Linked DNA regions of Sus scrofa: region 2 is linked to region 1. The links are chromatin contacts, called in public Hi-C maps. All regions are on one chromosome and are shown on one strand. Each heading gives the region's core, a stretch centred on a gene start, on an enhancer-like site or on the middle of the called end of the contact. The rest is flanking DNA. Distances are from core to core; before and after follow the strand shown.

What was found. A called contact is a pair of places that touch in the nucleus more often than the background predicts.
Region 2: a Hi-C map of retroperitoneal adipose tissue shows a contact between it and region 1, with 2.5 times the contacts expected there. The contact joins the promoter of EIF1B here to the enhancer-like site in region 1. A contact is called at or near these places in 4 of 5 promoter capture datasets (fetal liver, fetal skeletal muscle and liver), 36 of 47 Hi-C or Micro-C datasets (adipocytes, adipose tissue, alveolar macrophages and 18 more) and 2 of 2 datasets of contacts at active chromatin or transcription factors (alveolar macrophages and skeletal muscle).

Annotation. Positions count from the first base shown.
Region 1 is chr13:24,509,047-24,515,751 of Sscrofa11.1, forward strand. MYRIP (myosin VIIA and Rab interacting protein) reads left to right here. Exons shown (of 17, transcript NM_001161754.1): 8 at 1,188-1,335. All of the region lies in intron 5 of LOC110256427 (a long non-coding RNA gene), which reads right to left. Among named protein-coding and RNA genes, the nearest start is that of EIF1B, 63 kb to the right of the region's middle. Within about 2 kb of position 4,350, at least 8 of the 83 cell types and tissues checked have an H3K27ac peak or open chromatin away from gene starts, as enhancers often do. A contact at or near this core is called in adipose tissue, fetal liver, retroperitoneal adipose tissue and 1 more, where this site is marked.
Region 2 is chr13:24,572,823-24,579,527 of Sscrofa11.1, forward strand. It overlaps EIF1B (eukaryotic translation initiation factor 1B), which reads left to right and starts at 2,361. Exons shown (of 4, transcript NM_001001635.1): 1 at 2,361-2,391; 2 at 3,328-3,491; 3 at 3,899-4,000; 4 at 4,384-4,664. The coding sequence starts at 2,361. The coding sequence ends at 4,428. The region is part of intron 2 of LOC110256427 (a long non-coding RNA gene); the gene reads right to left.

The DNA.
Region 1 (6,705 bases), core at 3,100-5,599:
AGTTGCTTGCTTGCTTACTTGCCTTTTTGTAATGATTTTTTTCCATTATAGTTGGTTAACAGTGTTCTGTCAATTTTCTACTGTACAGCAAAGTGACCCAGTCACACTCACACACACACACACACACACACACACACACACACACACACACATTCTTTTTCTCACATTATCCTCCATCATGCTCCATCACAAGTGACTAGATATAGTTCCCTGTGCTATACAGCGGGGTCTCATTGCTTATCCATTCCAAATGCAATAGTCTGCATCTATTAACCCCAGATTCCCAGTCCATCTCACTCCCTCCCCGTCTCCCTCCCCCTTGGCAACCACAAGTCTGTTCTCCAAGCCCATGAGTGGAAAGTTTCATTTGTGCCATAATTAGATACTTTCATTAGAAAATTTCATTTGCGCCATATATTAGTTGCTATCTGTGGCTTGTCCTTTCCTTCCTCAGTTTCATTGATATAAAAAGGGCAAAGTCAATCACCAATGGAAGAGAATTCTTTCATTAGATGACAAAGGAAAAAAAAATTAATCTTGCTGTCTGATGAAATTCCATATATAGAACATTTGAGTTTCAAATTCGCTAACATTAGTAACATCGAAATAATACATTTGTAACATATAGAAATAATACAGTTCAAACATATTTCCTGTCAGTTTGAAATTCTGTTTCTACTACTTGTCCTTAGGTTAGAGTTTACCTTCTTTAGCTAAATGGAAACATGTTGTAATAGTTCTGGGCATATGGACTGACCATCTTAATACTGATTTATCTGAGACACTTACATTGTGCTAAAACTTTCTACTTAAGCTGAATCACTCAGGCTTGAAGGTCTCTGAAGGGAAGATGCTCTTGTTTTCATTACACACAGTTGGCCCAGAAGCCCGGGCTAGGAGAATGGCTGGATTAGCAGGAGTCGTGTGAGAACCAGTTCTGTCTGATTCCGCTACATCTCCAATGCTTCCTGGAAGTCCTGGCCACGTGCAATGGAATAAACAGGGAACCATTTGGGCCATTATATGGCAGGATATACTGATTCGCAACTGCTAGACTTCAACATGAGAAAAGCCTATACCATCAGATGTGTCTTCTTCGCACTGTGGGGTGCCTGCTGGATCTGAAAGCACTCCTCCTGGGGACTGTGCTTTACGAGGTCACCCCTTCCCCTCTTCTCTTTCCACAGCGGTCTCAGTCTGCGTTCTCACTCAGCAGAGAGGATGCCCTGCGGACCTCTTCGCTGGAGGCTGCATCGAGGCAGCCGAAGGACCAGCAGCCAAGGGAGGAGGCGGCGTTGCCCAACTGGAAGAGTGTGGACAGGCTGGATGAGACAAGTAACTGTTCTAAGCAGCATCTGCTTGGTCTGTGGGTTTCAAAAATGCTGTTGGGAGGCTCCTTGACTGGTGTGTGGTTGTTCAGCCCGTCCTCCCATGGGTCTGAGTAGGAGTGTGTCCATATGGGCAGCTGGGCCACTGAGTCACAAGGGCTTTCACGCGGCTCACAGTATATAATGTGAGCATATTTCCCACATGGGAAGTTTTCCTGCTGAGACCAGTGGGACAGTAGGCAAGTGTGTTAAAATCACTAGGCTCTATAGTCCCACTTCAGCTGCCTGTTCTGTGCAGACTAGGAGAAGCTGTCTTATTATATCTAGGCCAGGAGCACCAAGCCAGCCCAGCAGGCATTCATTTCAGTGTTTAAAGAGATTTGGGTTCCAGCATCAGTTGGTTTAGGGGTATCCCTTCTGAAACCTGTCATATTACTGAAGGTAACCCTTGCTGCTGTAACAAGTAAACTAAACATTTAGGTGGCCTAATGCAGTTGTTTTGTTTCCCATCACACAACAGTGCAGTACAGTATCCTGGCCATGGAGGCCTTCAGAAGCCTAGGCTCCTTCTACCTGTGGCTCTGTGGTCCTCTCGGGCCTCTGAGTCTTCTGCTGGGTCATTCTCATTGGCCAGCAGATGGAGGAAGAGAGAATGCAGAAGGCAGAGGGAAATGGCACACACCACTCTAGCTCCCATTCCATGGGCGAAAGCACTAGTCCTGTGGCCCCACCTGGATGCAGGGGAACCTGAGAAATGTAGTCCTGGTCAGGCAGCTGCATCCCAGAAACACTGCTCTGCCATGAAAGGGGCTGGGTGCAGAGTCTTTGATGGGAAGCTGGCCATCCTTGCCATAGCTGAGGATGGCAAGCTGTCCACTTTTCCCGCGCCTGGTCCTAGGATGTCCCACGTCTGCGTAGGGCAGTTAAACTCGCATCTCTGAAAACTCCTCAATAACTACAATACACAGTCCTTTAAAAGCTGTTAAGTCATGCAATCCCTAACAGTGAAGAGACTCAAATTAGCTGTGTCACTTTCCCAGAGTCACACATCCGAAGGCTGTGAGATGCTTGGAACCACATGAGTAACAGCTGAGGGCCATGAAGCCCTGTGCTCAGGCCAACTAGGTCTTTTGGGCCCTGTGACTGACTGAGAAAAGATGTTCACCCCACTCCAGGATAGGTCTCCTTTCCTCACCTAGATACGTGTACCTATAATGGAAGCTAGGCACGTTTGTCCTCACAAGAAACCACTGAAAGTACTCTCTTCCATGTTTTACATCATATCTGGACCACTTTCCTTTTCAACAATGACAACAAATTTGCAGCAAAATACTCATTTTAGAAATATCCTTTTCAAAACTGTGCTATCATTTTTACTCTATAAGGGAAAATATTTAACTAACAGCTGTATAAACAAATTCCATTATTATCACAGTGAAAAGAATCAAAAAACATTCAATGGAGTTCCCGTCATGGTGCAGTGGAAATGAATCCGACTAGGAACCATGAAGTTTCGGGTTCAATCCCTGGCCTCGCTCAGTGGGTTAAGGATCCGGCGTTGCTGTGAGCTGTAGTGTAGGTCGCAGACACAGCTTGGATCCCCCATTGCTGTGCTGTGGTGCAGGCCAGCACTATAGCTCCGATTGGACCCCTAGCCTGGGAACCTCCATGTGCCACAGGTGCAGCCCAAAAAAAAGCAAAACAAAAACAAAAACATTCAATAGTTTTTTAACAGTCATTCTAAAGATTTTCCAAGAGAGATCACTTCTGTGTTAACTTTTTGGTGCCTGTCCGTAGAAACTGCTGATAGAGATCCTATGTGCACATGAAATTTCTTTATTTATGTATGTTTTTGTTTTTTTTATTTTTAAGTGCATTTTTTCTAGAGATGCTTTTCCTTCCTCTTCCTGTCTGGCATATCCATTGATGCATTCATTCATTCATTCATTCGGATTGTGTCTATCTCTCATATCCAAATCCATTGATGCATTCATCCATCATTCATTCATTCCTATTCTTTCTCTTTGTCTCTCATATCTGTATCCATTGATTCATACATTCATAATTAATTCATTCATCCATATTCTTTCTTCCCTTCTCTCTTTATCTCTCATCAGGGGTTGAAAGTTCCCACAGAGAAGGGACTCATAGATTCCACAGGGCATATAAGAATAGCATATAATAGATCTTTAGTAAACAATCATAACTATCTTTTAAAAAGCACTTCACAATTTTTTCAATTCATAGAGTCCCTGTACAGGCACTATTTTATTTATTCCTCCAAAGTATTGCTATTATCTTGTGAGGCAGATAAGAACTTTGAAGGACAATGAGACAAAGTGACTTGTCCAAGATCCTACGGCTGATGTGATCCTCAAACCCAAACATCAGGGCTCCGATTTGCAGGGTTTTTCAACTACTGCATGATGATAAGTGTTTCTACACCATAAAAATAAACAAACAACAACAAAGAGCATTTCAAAATTCAGACTTAGAAACTGATAACTTCAGGGGAAATTATAAGCACTTCTAAAAGACACTCCTTTTCACAAAATAGTTCTTGCTGAATTATGAGCAATCCAAATAAATTTGCAAAGGATCTTGGTTTTCCAAACATGATTTTGTGCATAAATTTCTCTAAAATAAGGAACCCATGTGTCATTTGTCAGTTGCATAGAAACATAAAACTTAGTTTGACAGTATCACACACAGAAAAAGATTTCATGCTTGGCTCAAAAACCCATGCATCTCTCAGGATTAAGATTTAAAATGAAAAATATTAAGCACTTGTGTAGAAAAGTGCTGATTTTTCTGAGGACAGCTGGGCCGCTGACGTGCTGAAACGTCCAGGCCAACCCCAGAGGTCTTGAAAGATGTCTGCTCTGTTAGCAGGAAGCAGGTTATTCCCTGGGGCACTGCTCAGTCTCAGCAGAGCAGAAATGTAGCACAGAGGAGCCCCAGAGGCAGAGGTCATCTTAGAAGGTTAACGTCATCTGGGCTATTTTCAGCAGTCCTGTTTATGCCTCAGGGGAAAGGTTGGTTCCGGAGCCTGCTGGTCCAGAGTTGAGGTCAGCTGGAGGGACACTGTGGGCTGAGTAAACCCACCTTCAGTCTGCAGTCTTGACAGTGCTTATAGTAAATGATGCATTTCCCCCCAAACACAGTTTCACTTTGTAGACCTTGATCGAGCATCTCCTGTATACACAGCATGTGCTCAGTCCTGGGAAATAAAGATCAGGGGTGGTCCCTACTCTTGAGTTTCTCACTGTGAGGTGTCTGCATAAGCCTGAAAGAGTGAGGATTTGGAGAAAGGAGAGGATGGAGGGGAACAGGGTCCCAGGCAATGCTCCCAACATGCTAGGGGAATGTGGTACTGGTGGCCAGGCAGAGCTTAGAGAATTTCCCACCGTGCAGCTTGACAACCAAGGTTTTCATAGGGTTGAGCATTCATGGCACCACCCGTGCTTCTCAGATATAAAATTTGACCAACTTCTACTTCCCCAAGGAACATGCAACCTGGGATTGTGAAAGGCAGGAGAAGAGAGGAGCTGGCAATGGGCAAACCGCAGCCTCCCATGTGGTGGGCATTGGAGGCAAGCTCAGGACCACGTTCACAACATGCCAACTCTGGAGCCAGGCGCAGAGTGGCATTATCAAGGCCTCGCTCTTTGGCTTCCTTCCATGGCCCCAGGAGAGGCTGCAGACAGCCGAGCTCATGCAGAGCCGCACATCAAGAGCCTCATCTTCCCCTGAAGTCTCTGTTCACTAGCGAGTGGTCTTTACAAACCTAGGATGGGTGCAGAACTGGCCAGGGGCTAGGGGTCTAGCAGGGAAGCACAGGCAGCTCTGCCCTCAAGGAGCTCACAGTCAGGGGTGAGATGGGATCGGGGTAGACAACCAAAAAACAAGCTATGATATAGTTTAACTTCAAAAAAATGAAAGCTTTCTGGCAACGCTCAGAGAAAAGAGCAGCCAGCTCCTCAAGGAAGAAGGCCAAGGGTGTGCCCCTGAGGAAAAACATCAGATTCAGAGTCCCAAATATGGTCCAGAGGGCAGGCTTAGCTACTAGTTGTAAGGCAAAAGGACATGCCAGTTCGTAGAGCCACACTCCATGTCTGCTTTGCATCATGTCGCTGTCGGTTTGGCTTACCCAGAAGCAGACCTAATATAAAGATCTGAGGGCCTGTAGTGTATGTGGAGGTGAACCCAGGAACCATGGAGAGGGGAGATAGGACAGGAGACAGAGAAGGCAAGGCAGGCAACAAGTGACTCATTATCAAGCAGGGTACGACCATGGGTGGCAAGCTTTTCCCCCTGGGGAACTCCAGGAGTCCCAGGGGGCAAGGGGGACATGGGTATTCACCCACCAGCTCCCCAGTCCTCAGTTAGAGCTGCTCCTAAGAGATGGTCGTTCCATTCTCCCCCAGGAGAGCCGGCACAGCCTCTGGTAACCCGAGAAAGCCTTAGGAAAACCAAGACTGCTGCTCACTGGCCACTACTAGCTTCAATGAGAGAGAGCCTGAGCACTTCTGGGGAGATCCAGAGAGGCTCTTAATCCCTGGCTCCTGCACTCCCTCACTGGCGATCTTGGGGCATGGCACTGGGGAAAATTCCAACCAAAGAGTACCTTTTTTTTTTCTGGAAGACCTGCTGTTATCACAAGTAGAGTCCATAGCATGTGAAAGGTAATAACACCCTGGTTAGCCTCTTTTCTGAGTGTTCACACAGTCAATGAAAATATATTGTCACAGTATTGAATAGGAGATAGACATTACCTGCTTGCTATACACATGTACAAGGCGTACATGGGTGCTGATCCTTAGTTGGATGTTAAATAATAATCCAATTCAGTGGAGAGAAGATAAAACAGCTGGGGGCCCTCAGTGTAGCAGGCACTATGATGGATGCTTCACATGTGCTAGTGAACATAATGATCGCCCAACAGCCCAGGAAGGTCACACTGTCTCCGTGGACAGGTCAGGAAACAGGCTCAGAGATGCTCTCTGACCAAGGTCACCTGCTAGTAATGGCAATGACTGGGGCTCAGCCCTGGCTCTTCCTGAATCCAGAGTTCTTGTTCTTTGCCCTGCCCTACAGTGGCCTCACTGGTGGGTCCAGGGGAAAGAGCTGTTAAGAATTTGTTTTTGCTCTGAGCAGGTACGTGTAACACATTTTATGAGCCTTGCCTCATTTCATCCAGTGCCCTTTTCACCAACCAGAGCCCCAAGCTCAGACACTCACTCACACAGCAGCTAAGGAGACGAGCAGCTTTCTACCCAGGCCCTCTGATTTCACAGCCTCTGCCCTTTCCTCTGCACAAGCTGACCTGGGGACAGTGAAGGCCAGGATGATGACTGAGACCAGATCTCCCGCAGGG
Region 2 (6,705 bases), core at 1,111-3,610, 62 kb after region 1:
CTATATTCGTAGTTGGCTTTGATTGAAGATTTCTGAGCTCCTGGGAGTTTCTGAAGCAAATACTAGGTATAAGAAAGTATAAGATCTTCTGACAAGGGTAATGACCATGCAAACCCCAAGATTTTGGATCTTTCTTAGCTTCTCTGTGGCTTTTTTTTTTTCCCCTTGACTGGACCATCCTTGGCTCCTTCTAAGAAACAACATAATATAAAATGGTTTGGGACATCTGCTAAGAAAGAAGAAAACAAACACATTTGTTTATTCTGAACTTCATCCAGAGAGTATTAAAAATGACCTTAAAGTGTGCTAATAAAGGTACAAAGTCAAAGGGCAGAAACACTGCAGGTGTAATCAACAAATGAACAACAAAATTTTGATTCTCGTTTTAGAACCAGCTCTAAAATTTTACACTTTAGTTTGGATAATAAAAGTGTTGTTCATTTAAATCATGAGTAAAAGACCAAAAATGGATTTAGATACCTGAGAATTGAGAATTTGATGTTTTTAGACAAATTATTTAACCTGTAAAAGCCTCCATTTCTACCTGAGTATAGAGTAACAACTACATCAAAGAATGGCTACAAAGATTAATAATATTATGTATAAAGCTTACAACCAGCTAATAGTATGCATTCAATAAATGGTACTATCGTTATAGTTGATCACAAAAGATTATTAAATTCAAGTATTCCTAACCTGGGGTCTGCAGATTCTTGGTCCATGGCTAAAACTGCGGGGGGTGGGAGGGGAAGGGATTCCTAAAATTGGATGGGAAAAAAGACTACCTACATTTTCACTAATCTCTCGCCAAAATCTAGCTTTTTTTTCCATTATGAATGCTGTTAACATCCCAGAATTATCTGAAGGATGTTCAACTTGGCACCAATAGAAGCTACAGATATTTTTATATTACACTTCTGATGCTACAGACATCTCAAAGTATCTTTTCCTTGGCACCTTTTTGAAATTCCAGCTGTTGTTAGACCTGCTATTAGATCTTGTTAATTAATGCATTAGTAAAGAAGTAATACTATGTTATCAATGTACTGTTTTTAACTTTAATGTAATAGGTTTCCTTTGTAATCCTACATGTTTTATTTCTTAAAGCATGATTCTGAGGGGTCTATAAACTTTCACAAGTCTGCCATGGCACAAACAAGGTTAAGAATCCCTAACTTTTTAGTCCATATTTGCTTTCAGAAAATCAACCAAGTTTGACAATTGACCACCTGCCTGGGTGAGCCTATTCTCATGGCCTCAGGTTTGTTTTTCTGTGTATAGTTTGTTAGGGAGATATTACAGTTCTGGTACCTATCAGTTAACCTTCCTGTTCTGTGTTCAAGTTGTCAAGCTGGTTTTCTGGTATGTTCCATGGAGCTCGGGGATATACTTGGGCCCCCACTGAAGCTAGGCAGTGGTTCTTAACTGCGGTCCCAGACCAGTAGCATGAGCATCGCCTGGCAGCTTGCTGGATTTGCAAATTCTAGGGTCATGCCCCAGACGTCCTGAAACAAGCCCTGGGGAAATGCCCACTGGAGTTTGAGAATCACCGCGCTAGGCAATCTGAGGGCGGTCCAATCCTGAGCGAGAGACTCTCATATCGACTTTTCAGAGGGACTTACAGAGCTCCTGCAACCGAGCGAGGCAGGAGGTGGGGAGGTAGGGGAGGTGCTGAGGGGCTGCCATCGAATCGAAAGCCGGGGCTACGAGCCTTGTTTTGGTCCTCTAACCCAGATTTTACTTACATTACACGGGGCCTCGAGGGTGACTGATGATCATCGCCCCCCTCAGCACCAAACCCTCTGCGCAGGCACTGTACGGCCAAAGAAGGGGACTCAAGGGAGAACCTGCGAGCGCCCCACGAAAACTGCTCTAGACCTGCAGGTTCGGGCCAGTTGGGTCTGCAGCCCGCTGGACCTCTCCCAGCCCCACCGCCTGGAGCTGGGGAGCGCACTCCCTGCTGGGAATTGAGGTCCCGTAAGCCTGCTCGCCCCGAGCTTTCCGGGGTCTCTCGCGTTATGAAAACTACAAGTCCCAGAGCGTCTGGCGCGGGAGGGTCACGTGTGGGGCGGCGGGCGCGGCTAAATAGTGTCCGTCCGCCATTTTGTGGGAGAAGCCGCAGCGCCGCCTCTTCTCTCGCGTTCTCGCATCCGTCGCCGCCGCCTCTTCCTCCGCCTCCTACTTCGCCTCTTCCTGCCTCCTCCCGGCTTCCGCCGCCGCCGCTCCAGCCGCATCCCTACCTCGGGGCGAAGCGTCTCCTTATTTATTTCCGTTTTCTCGCCACTCCAGCCTCCTGACACGGTGATCCGGGCGGGCCCCGCAGGAATTTTATCCCTTCACCGGCCTCACACTAGTATCGCATGTCCACTATCCAGAACCTCCAATCTTTCGGTAAGATCGGGCCCCTCACATTCCCCGCGCGCCTCTCGGCCAGCCGGCCGCCCCTGCCTGTCCCCACCAGGGCCGCTTGCCGGCCCCCCTGGCCCAGAGGGCCCCCAACTGCCCTCCCCGCACCCCGAGTGGGGCTTTGTCTCGGCGCCCGAAAGATGGCGACGGGCCCCTGGCGACCCCCTCCCGGAGGACGGCCCCGGACCCCGTCCCCGAGCCCCGGCCTCGGGCCCCGTGCCGCCCTCTGGCCTGCCCCTAGATTTGTCTGCTCCTCGCTTCTGCCCTCTGCCACCTCTTCAACCCCGATCCGCCTGCAGATCTGCCCCTGCTGCTCTCCGGGGGGAGGCTGGCCCGGAGCTGGGGGATCGGCGCCCATTAGCGGTCGGGACTGTTTGCGAGCGACTCTCGGGGGCGTTTAGTAACAGACGCGGATCAGGCCGCTCATCTGTCACAGGGCAGTGGCCCAGTCTTCTCCGCTCCCGTAGTAATTTGTAAAATTACTCTTGATTGCTGTATATATATCTTTCTTACTTTTTTCGAGGCAGAGTTACGGTTAAATGATTGGAGTGGCATCTGTGAATGTTTCTGTTGTCATCAGAATAGTCGAGATGACGCACATTTTTATAGTGGTTATAAAACTATAAAATCTCTTTTCTCTCATTAGAGGATTTTATTCAACAATAACATTATCTACCTGTAACAACGTTTTTCTGTTCGGGTATCAGTGGACATACGTGTTTAAAATCTCTTTGTGAGAGTACCTTGGAGATTTTATTAATTTTTACCCTTACCACCCCCCCCCATCCTCACCTGCAGAAAAAAAAGCAGAGGCACCAGAACCTTCTTCGCAGAGTGCCTAGATGGTAGCGTACCACCTCTCTGGAGATTACTAACTAAAAGATATTTTCCTGCTTTGGATTTTTTTGTATCCTTTTGCAGACCCCTTTGCTGATGCAACTAAGGGTGACGACTTACTCCCGGCAGGGACTGAGGATTACATTCATATAAGAATCCAGCAACGGAACGGCAGGAAGACACTGACTACTGTTCAGGGCATTGCAGATGATTATGACAAAAAGAAACTTGTGAAAGCTTTCAAAAAGGTAAAGGTGTTAGGAGGAAGAGACTAAAATGTAGTTATTGATGCACACCTCTAAATAGGATTACGTTTCACACGTATACTTGACTGTCAATGTGGGTGAAAATGATTAGATCCAAGAAAACTGTTCATGCTCCTAATTAACATTCAGATCTATGGTCTTTCATCTTAAAATAAGATTTACATGGCTCTCAAGCAAAATAAAATAAAAAATGCTTAGTTTCCATGTTCCCAGTAAAAATCATTTTCTCTGTGACCTGCTGATTCATTTTCAAATTAATTCAGGGGTTATAGGAGACAAATGCTGTTTCTTAAATGTAATCAAGTTTACTGAAATAGCTAATTTTAGTCTTAGGGTACAAATAAAATCTCATTGTATTTGACTCAGTTATGTTGAACCTACTTCTCCAGAAATTTGCCTGTAATGGTACTGTGATTGAACATCCTGAATACGGAGAGGTTATTCAGCTTCAAGGTGACCAAAGAAAAAACATTTGCCAGTTTCTCTTGGAGGTGAGTGATTGGGTGCTTTATGTATAACTGAGGTTGTATTGTATTTAAAGGCAATGTGAATTATTACGTCCTTAGTAAAAAATCATGTGAATGAAGCAAATCAGTTACTTCAAATACAAAGTTGGTACTTAATTTGAAGGCAGGAGGGCCAGTTTATTTTGTCATTAGTGACCTGATCATTCCTATGTCCATTTAGGATGTTTTGTGGCATGTCAAGTTATTACAATGTGTGTTGAATTGTTTGTTATTAACCGTTATGCCACAAATAACAGTGTTGCAATAACCTATTAACAGTGATTCTTTTTGGTGACTGCTCTATGTTTTCTTAGGGATGAATTTATATATTATTCAGAGTGATTCTGCTAAATTTTATTTTGCTGCAGGTTGGCATTGTCAAGGAGGAGCAACTTAAGGTTCATGGATTCTAAAATGAACCTAAATACTTGGAGAATTTCTTGAGTAATTTTGTTCTCTAAACCCAGTTTGGCTGCCTCGTGAAATGATTCTCCGCAGTAAATGGACTTTTCATTTATTTAATCATTCAAACTTCCATTCACATCTGCATGATTACAGAAAACATGGGGTATGTAGGCTAGTAACACATAAGAAAATTTCAGTAAGATGGTAATGAAACCCCGTATTCATCTTAACATGTTTCCAATGGAAAATATTTTGTTTTGAGTGTTTATTTGTTTTATTGTTCAGTTTATTACTTTTCACTTGATTAAATGTTTTTTGTTGTATTAAACCATGTATGTTGCAGCTTAACAATAAAAAAAAAAAAAAAAAAAAAACTGAATCCTTTTGTGAGCAGTTAGGCTCCCAAATTTAAGCAAGTGATATACACATATATTTTGTCTTTCAAAATTGGAGTTCTCATTCTGTTTATTCTTTCCAGTTAATTTCAGATGCTGTTAAAGCTAGAGGAGAACCTTTATTAAATGCAACTTGTGTTCTTCATTTACTGACTTAAGAATAGAACAGGAGTATAAACTTAGCCAGAGCCAAGAAATTGTCAGAATGTACTGCTTAAATTTTTAAGTGAGGAGTTTCTGTTGTGGCACAGCGGAAACAAATCTGACTAGGAACCATAAGGTTGAGGGTTCAATCTCCGGCTTGCTCATTGGGTTAAGCATCTGGTGTTGCCGTGAGTTGTGGTGTGGGTCGCAGACGCAGCTCAGATCTGATGTGGCTGTGGCTGTGGTGCAGGCCAGCAGCTGTAGTTCCAGTTAGACCCCTAGCCTGGGAACCTCCATATACCACAGGTGCGCGCCTAAAAAGCAAAAAAAAAAAAATTTTAATGAAAATGAAGCGTAGTTTAAACTTAATTACTAGCATGTAGAGTTATTTTATTCCTTCTTATTAGTTGTATTACTGGGATACCAACACAAGTCCCTCCCTAAGTGCCATATAACACAATAGGTTCCTGACATACACAGGCACTGCCCCACAAAGGTGGGTGGGTAGGTGGTACCACTGTCCTACAGATAGAAGACACTGACGTTGGGGTTGACTTCCCTAGAGTGCCAGAAGGTGACAGAGTTGGGGTGCCAACACAGGGGTTCCAACCAGAAAAGCATTGCTCTTTCCTTAAATCGTTTTGGTATGTATTTCACCAAAGGAATTGGGAGTCACAAGAGATAGTATGGTATGTGGCTGTTGGGGGTAGTACGAGAAATAACAGAATTTGCAGTTCATAATTATGTGATTTCTACAGCTCCATCTCGAGTTCTAGACTTCTCCTTTTTATTGAATCGTGATTATTTGCTGTTACACAAGCCATGTCATTAAAACCATTTAGCTAAGACAGAGAAATACATCTGTAGTAGCCCCTACCTTATCCAACGGGAGTACATTTTAAGACCCCCAAAGGGTGCCTGAAACTGTAGACAATATCAAACCTCGAAAATACTGTTTTTTCTTATACTAACGGGTGGGTAGCATATACAGTGCAGATACTCTGGAGAAGGAATGAATCACATCCCACTGGAGCAGGATGGCCTGAGATTTCATCTCAGCACGCCACCCAGAAAGGTGCTCAGATTAAAACTCCAAATTGTTTAGAATTTTTCCATTTAATATTTTTGTTTTGAACCATGGGTAACTGAAACTGCAGAAAGTGAAATCTCAGCTAAGGGGGAACTATTGTATTTGTACTTCCTAGCTTAAGGCAGGAGGAAAGTGGTAGTGTGAAAAATGTCTATGACTTGGGTTACTACATTCTTTACCAGCTGAACCCTTGCCCCTGTTTTGATGGTACTGCTTTTGGGGAAAAAATCAGCCCCAATAGAGTTTACCTCTTCAATATATTTCATAGTTTTTGCTACTTTCTCAACACATCCTACCTCTAGTCAAGAAAGATGGAATCTTGGAGTTCCTCTCATGGCTAAGCAGAAACAAATCTGACTAGCACACAGGATACAGGTTCAATCCCTGACCCCACTCAGTAGGTTAAGGATCTGGCATTGCCGTGAGCTGTGATGTAGGTTGCAGACATGGCTCGGTTCTGGAGTTGCTGTGGTATAGGCCAGCGGCTACAGCTCCAATTCAACCCCTAGCCTGGGAACCTCCATGTGCCAAGGGTGTGGTCCTAAAAAAAAAAAAAAGACTGGGAATCTGGAGGAGTTCCTGCTGTGCCACAGGAGGTTGAAGATCCAGTGTTGTCTTTGTGTGGTGTGGGTTCTATCCCTGGCCTGGTGTAGTGG